Regions from separate parts of the Podarcis muralis genome. Here region 1 is linked to region 2. A link is a contact called in public Hi-C data. All regions are on one chromosome and are shown on one strand. The core of a region is the stretch at or near the end of the contact, and the rest is flanking DNA. Distances in the headings are between cores, read along the strand shown. Region 1 holds the start of MFAP2 (microfibril associated protein 2). Region 2 holds the start of CPLANE2 (ciliogenesis and planar polarity effector complex subunit 2).

The links. A called contact is a pair of places that touch in the nucleus more often than the background predicts.
Region 1: a Hi-C map of tail shows a contact between it and region 2, with 4 times the contacts expected there. The contact joins the promoter of MFAP2 here to the promoter of CPLANE2 in region 2. A contact is called at or near these places in 2 of 3 Hi-C or Micro-C datasets (blood and tail).

Annotation. Positions count from the first base shown.
Region 1 is chr7:8,063,222-8,068,529 of rPodMur119.hap1.1, reverse strand. It overlaps MFAP2 (microfibril associated protein 2), which reads left to right and starts at 3,802. Exons shown (of 9, transcript XM_077931155.1): 1 at 3,802-4,036. The coding sequence starts at 3,817. SDHB (succinate dehydrogenase complex iron sulfur subunit B) reads right to left here and starts at 2,083. Exons shown (of 8, transcript XM_028741361.2): 1 at 1,874-2,083; 2 at 1,109-1,257. The coding sequence starts at 2,068.
Region 2 is chr7:7,930,015-7,935,212 of rPodMur119.hap1.1, reverse strand. It overlaps CPLANE2 (ciliogenesis and planar polarity effector complex subunit 2), which reads left to right and starts at 2,778. Exons shown (of 6, transcript XM_028741377.2): 1 at 2,778-2,910. The coding sequence starts at 2,793.

The sequences.
Region 1 (5,308 bases), core at 2,553-5,052, 130 kb before region 2:
CAGAAGAAAGATGTCACCACATTACCACAGCAAGGTCACAACCTGTCCAAGCCACCAAATATGATGCCAGGTCACTTGCTAGCAGCAGCAATTCATATGTTTTTGAAAAGCAGGCGGCGGCTGCTCTGAAGCGAAGTCCAGCTGGAGGCAAGCTACATTTCTGTGTGCTACGTTGGCCGGACTTAACGTGTGGCCCTGCTGAAGGTGCCTGCTACAATTTTCCCATGCTCTGATGAATGCCTCCATCTTGGGTTACCAAACTGAAGGCACCTTCATCTTTGTGCCTCAACACCTGATACCAACGCCCTTTGCTTGCTGCCATTGATTGCACTGTTATAATTGCTATACAGCCCTCCCCTCCCTCAATGGATCGCCTTGTTGGTCAGAGAAATGAACAAAAACGGAGACAAGGCCAGGCAGTAGAGTAGAAAAGGCTGCCTTTTCTTTATTGGCAGTTCCGTTTGCAAACAGAGTCCCTCCCCGCTACCCCGCCTTGTGAGAGAGGTGAGAAGCTCCAAGCAAAGGTGTGCAACATCTTTCAAAACCTCAGAAAGTATTCACCCCCCTTTTACAGAAAGACCACCCCAAAACATCACAGATACATGACAAGTCTGTCTATCGAGATGCCTGTACCTGATAATTGCCCTTCCTGGCCTGGCCTGAAATGGTGGATACCTTGACACCAGAATCTATTGTAAAGGACCTTTTTCTTTTACACATAGATCTTGGCTCTTTTGACAAGTCCACTTCCTCAGGAAGAATTTCCTGCTATGTGACTGGAGAGGGTCTCTGGGGTTGACCACAAGCTAAACTTGGCCTTGGACTTGTTCTGTGTTTTCGTTTCATTCTCATGATTTAGAGATGGATGCCATTTTATTTGAAGGCAAAAGGAGATATTTGGGATTATGCATTTATGTATGTATACTCCTGGCTGTGTGTGTATTGTATAACATGTTATAATTGTTATATAACATATAAATTGTTGTATAACATGTTATAATTGTATAACATGATGCACAGGAGCACCCAAGGGTGGGCAACAAAGGGTGGGGTAACAAGGGTGGGGCAGAGGGGTCTTGTCCAGCCCCTTCTTCAAAGCACTACTCACTTGTTCAGATCAACTTCATATGTCTGCATACGAGGTTTCTCCCCGGGGCTGTCTGGGTTCCACCGATATATTGCAAACTTCTTAATGCGAGTGGCTGTCTGTGTGTCAGGCGCGGCGGCAGCAGCTGCTGCGTGTGCCCTGCGGCAAACCTGTACACCAAGGAAGAAGGAAAGGAGACCCAAGCCATGAGCAAGAGGCATGCACAGCAGGGCACACAGTTCCATCTCTGAGACAAGTGTGCGCTTGGGGCCAGCCAGAGTTTACTACCATCAACATTATGTCTCTTTTGCACTGCGGGTGGGGGGACTTGGACTGAGGGTGCCTTGCTTGAAGCAATGCAGACACAGTTGGTAGGGGCACCTTGCCCTCCTTCATTGCCTGGTAGGCTACGGCCGCTGCTCCCTCCTTCCCGCCGCTGCAGCTGCCCCCCCCCATTCGAGAATGAAGACATAGGAGCCAACTCCTAGGGGCCAAGGTCCCTTCGCTCCCTCCCCCCAAGTCGATGAACATTGCCATTCAATGCCCCCTCCAAATTTTATTCAATCTGGCAGCCCTGGGCGGAGATGCCCAGGCATCAGCCTCTGCCCCCTTCAGCCCCTCGCCGCTGCAAGCAGCCGCCCAGGCAGCCACGTTCCTCGGAGCCAGGACGGCGGAGGACAGGACTGGCCGGCACCTTCCTCCTCTTCCTCACTGAGGACTAGCCGCCTCCCGAGGCCAACCGCTGCGGAGCCCCTCCCCCCTCCCGGACACTCCGGTCTCGCTCGCCTGCAGCAACCGCAGCGCCCCCGCCGGGCCTCGCCGAAAGGACAAGGATGCGCCCGCCGCCCGCTCAGCCGCCAACGCCGCCGCCACCGCCACGGTCACAGAACCCGCTGCCATCTTGCGCCCTCTGAGCGGACACCCTGACAGCTGCTTCCGGAAGGGGAGGGGCCGTAAGGCCCGCTTCCGGTCTGCGGACATATTGAGAGAGGCGACGGGGGAAGGCGCCTTGTTGGGAGTGGCCGTGGGTACGCAAGCACGTAGGTGCGCGCGGGAGGAGGCGGTCCCGCGGCGTTTGGAGCGCCTGACGCGAGAGTGGGGCTTTCGACGTCGGCCGTAGTGGGACTAGTGCGGCCGCCATGTTGAGGGTGGCGGGAGGAGGAGGAGAACGTAGACACAAGAAAGCGCAAGAGCTGAATTACTCCTGACTGCGGCCATGAACGAGACCTCCCCTTGCTCCCGGGTTAAGGGGCTCGTGCGTGCGCGCTCCCTGCCCCTGCTCAAAGGTTGCCGTGGGTGTGTCGGGGGGTCCCAGGGAGGGTCACGGAGCTCCGAGGATCGGGGGGTCCCGACGGTCGCCTGGTGGGTGCGCCACGTGCTACGTTCACGTGTAAATGGGTGGACGCGTGTTGAGCACCGAGAAGGCTGCTGCGATTCTCCCGACCCGCCGCCTTCCTGAGTCGTTCCAGCAACGGGCAGCCTCCCGACTGTGGAGGCAGAGCAGAGCCATCGCGGCTTGTAGCTGTTGGCTGCCCTCTCCCCCAGAAATTTGTCTAATCCAGTGTTTCCCAACCTTGGGCCTCCAGCTGTTTTTGAACTACAATTCCCATCATCCCTGACCACTGGTCTTGCTAGCTAGGCATGATGGGAGTTGTAGTCCAAAAACAGCTGGAGGCCCAAGGTTGGGAAACAGAATCGCAGAGTGGTCATCTGGTCCAAACCCCTGCAATTGGGGTTGCGACCTTTGTTCTGGCAAAACGCAGTGGTACCTCGGGTTAAGTACTTAATTCGTTCCGGAGGTCCGTTCTTAACCTGAAACTGTTCTTAACCTGAGGTACCACTTTAGCTAATGGGGCCTCCTGCTGACCCTACGCCGCTGCTGCACGATTTCTGTTCTCATCCTGAAACAAAGTTCTTAACCCAAGTACAGTGGTACCTCAGGATGCGAACGGGATCCGTTCCGGAGCCCCGTTCACATCCCGAACAGAACGTAAGACGCGACTCCGCGGGTCACGTTTCGGCGCTTCCGTGCATGCGCGTGACGTCATTTTGACCGTCTGCGCATGCACGAGCGACGAAACTCAGAAGTAACGCGCTCCTTTACTTCCGGGTTGCCGTGGAGCACAACCCAAAAGCGCTCAACCTGAATCGTATTTATCCCGAGGTATGACTGTGCTCCTGCCAACCTAGCAGTTCGAAAGCACGTCAAAGTGCAAGTAGATAAATAGGTACCGCTCTGGTGGGAAGGTAAACGGCGTTTCCGTGCGCTGCTCTGGCTCACCAGAAGCGGCTTAGTCATGCTGTACGCCGGCTCCCTCGGCCAATAAAGCGAGATGAGCGCCGCAACCCCAGAGTCAAGTCACGACTGGACCAAATGGTCAGGGGTCCCTTTACCTTTACCTTATGACTGTACTATTTCTGGGTTAGCGGAGGCTGTAACCTGAAGCGTCTGTAACCTGAAGCGTCTGTAACCCGAGGTTCCACTGTATAGGACAAGATAGCGGTGTTGGCGTGCTTTTCTTTTTCCACCTGGTGCTGAAATGACTTCAGAGCAATCCATTGCAGTCTACTGCAGCCTAACTGCATGGCCCCTCTGACATTTGTCACACGCACATAATATTGTAAATCTGTGCTTTGCTATCCGGAGCTGGAATATACGACCTTTTCCACACATACGCAGTCCTGTGCAACAATGCATGCAGTAGGCGGGGGCATATTCTGATGAGGGGATGAGCTTTCTTCCACGTGTTAAATTTCTGAAGGAGAGGGAGAAAGGGTGGTTGGAAGGAGTTACTTCTCCCCCGCCCGCCTCCTCTCTCAAATATCATGCAGATCATGTTCAGAACGGAGGCTTCTGGGCTACACTGACACAGAACGACTTGTTGCTGGAGCCTCGGAAGGGACAGGGCCTGGTGCTGCCAGGTGGATGGCTACAGGGGACTGGAAAAGGTAAAGGTAAAGGTACCCCTGCCCGTACGGGCCAGTCTTGACAGACTCTAGGGTTGTGCGCTCATCTCGCTCTATAGGCCGGGAGCCAGCGCTGTCCGCAGACACTTCCGGGTCACATGGCCAGCGTGACATCGCTGCTCTGGCGAGCCAGAGCCGCACATGGAAACGCCGTTTACCTTCCCGCTAGTAAGCGGTCCCTATTTATCTACTTGCACCCGGGGGTGCTTTCGAACTGCTAGGTTGGCAGGCGCTGGGACCGAGCAACGGGAGCGCACCCCGCCGCGGGGATTCGACTGGAAAGGACAACCTCAAAGCCTTGCCCTGGTTTGCTCCACCTTGGGATCAGATGAGAAGATGGAATGAGGCGAAAAAAGGAAAGGAAAGGAGTGAGAGGCAGGGGGAGCAGCAACAGCCGCAGGGCAGAAATAGGGAAAATACAGGACAAAGTGTGCCCTGTATTGAATCGTTTTACATTGAAATAAGGGACAATCCTGTATACTACAGGGTGGGTGGCAACCCTACCTGCAATACAGGAATCACAGCTCAATAATGACCACACAGAGATTTTACTTTCTTGGGCTCCATGGTCACTGCAGATGGTGACAGCAGCCACGAAATTAAAAGATGCCTGCTTCTTCGGAGAAAAGCAATGACAAACCTAGGCAGCATCGTAAAAAGCAGAGACATCACCTTGCCAACAAAGGTCTGTACAGTGGTACCTCGGGTTACAGACGCTTCAGGTTACAGACTCTGCTAACCCAGAAATAGTGCTTCAGGTTAAGAACCTTGCTTCAGGATGAGAACAGAAATCGTGCCCCAACGGCGCGGCGGCAGCAGAAGGCCCCATTAGCTAAAGTGGTGCTGCAGGTTAAGAACAGTTTCAGGTTAAGAACAGACCTCTGGAACGAATTAAGTACTTAACCCGAGGTACCTGTATAGTTAAAGCTATGGTTTGCCCAGTAGTGATGTATGGAAGTGAGAGCTGGACCATAAAGAAGGCTGATCGCCGAAGAATTGATGCTTTTAAATTATGGTGCTGGAGGAGACTCTTGAGAGTCCCATGGACTGCAAGAAGATCAAACCTCTCCATTCTGAAGGAAATCAGCCCTGAGTGCTCACTGGAAGGACAGATCCTGAAACTGAGGCTCCAATACTTTGGCCACCTCATAAGAAGAGAAGACTCCCTGAAAAAGACCCTGATGTTGGGAAAGATGGAGGGCACAAGGAGAAGGGGACGACAGAGGACGAGATGGTGGGACAGTGTTCTCGAAG
Region 2 (5,198 bases), core at 1,529-4,028:
TGATGTGATGAAGTATCCCACCCACCAACTGCATTCCAGTTTCTAATTATTGATTCAGCAAATCCTCTCCCTTGATTTTCATTTAATTTTTAACCTTTCTTTTCTTTTTACTTAATCATTACAGCTGAAAACCACTTAATTTCTAAACCAACATCATTCTAACATTCATTAATTTTGCAATGTTTCCTGAGATAGTCCTTAAATTTCTTCCAATCTTCTTCCGTCGTCTCTTTTCCCTGGTCTCGGATTCTGCCAGTCATCTCCGCCAGTCCCATATAGTCTATCACCTTCATCTGCCATTCTTCCAAGGTGGGTAGATCTTGTGTCTTCCAGTACTTTGCGATGAGTATTCTTGCTGCTGTTGTAGCATACATAAAGAATGTTCTATCCTTCTTTGGCACCAATTGGCCGACCATGCCCAGGAGAAAGGCCTATGGTTTCTTCAGGAAGGTATATTTAAATACCTTTTTCATTTCAATATATATCATTTCCCAGAAAGCCTTAATCTTTGGGCATGTCCACCAAAGGTGAAAAAATGTGCCTCCATTTTCTTTACATTTCCAACATTTGTTATCAGACAAGAGGTAAATTTTTGCAAGCTTGACTGGGGTCATGTACCACCTATAAATCATTTTCATAATATTTTCTTTTAAGGCGGGGACGGCATACTCTTCAACAGCATAAAAAGTGGGACAGGCCCTGGAGTGAGTGGGAGACAGCTCTGTGGCTTGCCTGTTGAGCAGAAACTCCCTCTGAGGTGATGAAAAACTACATCTGTAGCTCACCCACTCCCATCCTTCAATTGTCAGCAATCATAGTGGCTTCTCCAGGTTTTCTAGCAGTGCTCCAGGCCAAAATTCAGGCCACCCTTCACCCGAGATGGTGGGCAGGTGGGAAGGCCGTCCCTAGAGGCCACTGGCTGCTTTCAGTGGTCTATGCGTTTGCTTCTGGCCACCTGTCTTGCCGGATGTCCCGAGCACTTTTCATCTTCCCTATTTCTAGGACCAGAAAGGATAAAAAGAAAGCTCCAAAAGCTCCGTTTTCCTGGCTCTGCGCGCTGAGCAAGACAGGGATGGGGTGGGGAGTCCAGGTTCTATCACTGCCACCCCCACCCCATATGATACCAGCTGATTGAAATCCCACCTTCCTGAACTACACTTAAAACATGCTTTTGACTTAACAGAAGTGGGGGCATAATCGCCCTCCCCTCCACCTCGAAAGCACTTGGCAAAATTGTCCTTTGCATTGCAAAGATGAAGCTCTAAGCTTTCTTAATTGTTGCTAAATTGCCACAACTGCCCCCCCAACAAAATGTAGGTGTTCTCTTCCTCCTCTCCCCCCCCCCCCCGCGGCCAAGAAATCCAGCATTATGTTTTGGGCAACATCTTCACCTACTAGGCTCTTCCGTATTTCACAACCGCCTCCCTTCAAATGCCTTTAGTCCTTGTTTTTTTTTTGGGGGGGGGGGAGCTGCTTTTATTTTGTATTCGCCTGATGGAAGCAGAGACGCAGCCATTGCTGGTGGCTCCCTGGCGCTACTGGCTGGAGTGGCAATGCCCCCCACCGCTCACTTCTGCCCTACAAGAGGGAGGCAGTGCCGCCTGCGGGGCTGCAATCGTGATCCCAACGCCTTATCCGGGCTTGCAATGCACCCTGGGGAAACCGGTCCTGTGGGTGCTTGATTTGTGGGGGTCCCACCCGTGGCAGAGATCCTGTGATCTAAGTCTCTCCACCCTGATTTCCTGACTTATGAATGGCAGAAAGGCCCCGCCCATCTTCCACGTCCCCCACCAGCAAAATCCACATCATGACCTGCGTGTAAGATGGCAAGATGCGTTCTTGCCCCTCCCGTTGCTCGAAAATGACTCAGGTGCGCCCAAGACGCGCCCCACCCGCCTCCCCCGCTCGTCCTTGTAGACTCCCTCACCCCCGGTGTAAGAATGGAAGTGGATCGTGCGTGATATTTAAGAAAAGGAAAGTGAAAAGGGATCTGTGTAGATTTCATTTTCCTTTTGTTCCAGGTTACCACCCCACCCCCCTACTCCCTGATGGATTTTTTTGCAATTAAATTAAAAATAAAAATAAATCAAGTCCTCTTTGCTTGCTCCGGTGTGTGCGTTGCTCTGCAGAAGTCCCCTTTCGATGCTGGGGCAGCTCCGAGAGTCGTGGGGTTGGGGGGGGCAGGGACATTGGCAAAAGGTGTCCAGTACCAATATAAAGGTATTCGTGGCGCAAAACGAGCGCAAAACTTGGGCATCCTTTTGGAGGGGGCCCAAGATTTCGTTAATAGTCCTCCGCAATGTCCTATTTACAGGGTATTTTTACCCGCGATTTCCCAAAGATTTCCTAAAAAAGATGCTCAACAACTTTGCCTGCCCCCCCCCCCCAATAGCTGTCAACTTTTCCTTTTTCTTTCGAGGAATCCTATTCGGAATAAGGGAATTTCCCTTTAAAAAAAAGGAAAACGTTGACAGCTATGCCCCCAACACACACATAAAATCCTGGCTACGCCCATGGCTGCCACCTTAAATTATTATTATTATTATTATTATTATTATTATTATTATTATTATTATTAGTACCCCGCCCATCTTGCTGGGTTTCCCCAGCCACTCTGGGCGGCTTAAATGCTTAACAACTGAAAAACAAAAACAACCCGCTATCTACACAAGCAAGCGGGCAAGAGCAGCGACTCATTTCTTGCCCAGCCGCAAATCCCCGCAAATCTTGCAGTGATTCCTGCGCCGCTACGGCAGGACCACTTTCTCGCCCTTGAATGAGATGGGGAAAGGATGCGCCTCTCTTCCCCTTTCGTAGCTCTTTGGTGGACGGCTGGGGGGCGGGGCCGGGGCGGAACCCTTCGTTTACGTGGTGACGCCAGACGCAAGCGGGGCGGAAATGTCTGCCCAGGTACGGCGGGGAGGGAAGCGGCGCACCTTCTTAAAGGGGCAGCACGCGAAGGGACGAGGTTGCCTTTCGTGGGCTGAGCAGGCGACCTCGCGAGGGTGGGGAGGATCGGTGGGTCGGAAAACGCATACACACGCCGGGGGTCCCTGCGGAGGTCGGGGCAGCTGGGTACCCTTTGCCCCGGGCCTGGCAGGGCTAAGGCGGCCATACCAGGGTCCAGGGATCGGGTGCTTTTTTGCATGCGGGGTTTGGGTCTTGGGAGGTTTGTGCTGCGGGGCTGGGAACGGCCGCCTCCCCTTAGAGGGCTCCTTTCTGCCTAGCCAAGATGGATGTTGAGGGGTGGGGTGAGATGGGGCAGGAAGCCCACCTGCCATCATCCCCTGTCTCTTAGATTCGGAATGAAACTTCTCAACCACAGTAGTTCTAAATTACTTTCTTTTGATCCCAAGTGCTCAGAAAAATCCGTCCAAATCTTCAGTCGTTTGAAAACTTTTGTTGTTGTTGTTTAGTCGTGTCCGACTCTTCGTGACCCCATGGACCAGAGCAGGCCAGGCACTTCTGCCTTCCACTGCCTCCCGCAGTTTGGTCAAACTCATGCTGGTAGCTTCGAGAACACTGTCCAACCATCTTGTCCTCCGTAGTCCCCTTCTCCTTGTGCCCTCCATCTTTCCCAAATCAGGGTCTTTTCCAGGGAGTCTTCTCTTCTCATGAGGTGGCCAAAGTCTTGGAGTCTCAGCTTCACGATCTGTCCTTCCAGTGAGCACTCAGGGCTGATTTCCTTCAGAATGGATACGTTTGATCTTCTTGCAGTCCGTGGGACTCTCAAGAGTCTCCTCCAGCACCATAATTCAAAAGCATCAATTCTTCGGCGATCAGCCTTCTTTATGGTCCAGCTTTCACTTCCATACATCACTACTGGGAAAACCATAGCTTTTACTATACGGACCTTTGTTGGCAAGGTGATGTCTCTGCTTTTTAAGATGCTGTCTAGGTTTGTCATTGCTTTTCTCCCAAGGAGCAGGCGTCTTTTAATTTTGTGACTGCTGTCACCATCTGCAGTGATCATGGAGCCCAAGAAAGTAAAATCTCTCACTGCCTCCATTTCTTCCCCTTCTATTTGGCAGGTGATGGGACCAGTGGCCATGATCTTAGTTTTTTGATGTTGAGCTTCAAACCATATTTTGCACTCTCCCCTTAGAGGGCTCCTTTTTGCCTAGCCAGGATTGGTATTGAGGGGTGGGGTGAGATGGGGCAGGAAGCAGGAAGCCCGCCTGCCATCATCCTCTGTCTCGCAGATTTGGAATGAAATGTCTCAACAACAGTAATAATAATAATAATAATAATAATAATTATTATTATTATTATTATTATTATTTATACCCCGCCCATCTGGCTGGCTTCCAATCGAGTGTTAAAAACAGTACAGCATTCAATATTAAAAACTTCCCTAAACAGGGCTGCCTTTAGATGTCTTTTAAAGATAAGATAGCTACTTATTTCCTTCACATCTGAAGGGCGTTCCACAGGGCGGGTGCCACTACCGAGAAGGCCCTCTGTCTGGTTCCCTGTAACCTCACTTCTCACAGCGAGGGAACCGCCAGAAGGCCCTCGGCGCTGGATCTCAGTGTCTGGGCTGAATGATGGGGGTGGAGACGCTCCTTCAGGTATACAGGACTGAGGCCGTTCTAAATTACTTTCTTTTGATCCCAAGTGCTCATAAAAATCTGTCCAAATCTTCAGTCGGTTGAAAACTAGGAAGTTAAATAGAGTAATAACACCAGGGAGTACCTTCCATGCAGTTAACGAATATATTTTGCAAAATTGACAAAGAATCCGCCTGTTTGCATCTTAAGATAAAGCAAGTTTTCTTGGATTGGCTGGAAACCTTTTCAGTACTGTACTTCCTTCTCAAATTCCTTCTTTTTCTTCCAGTGCAGTTTTTCTGTGCACATTCAGCAAGCGTAGCCCATTGAGACACTCCCCCATCATTCTTGACCTGGTCTTTACTCCCCACAAGTACTGAAGGACCTCTCTACTGCTGCTGCTGCATGGCTGAGCAAGAGAAATGAGCAGAGCCTTTTTTGTGGTACGGTAAAAGATTTTTGCCTCTTTTACTAGGTCTGGTACGTTCATCTCCTTCAACTGCTCTTTGTGAGCATTTCAGTTTTAAATATTCCGATTATTTCTACTTTTATTTAAGTATTTTTATTTATTTTATTTATTTACTTGATTGCCGGGGGGGGCGGCAGCTCCCCCCCTGGCTACACCCTTTTTTCATGGAGGGCAAGGCT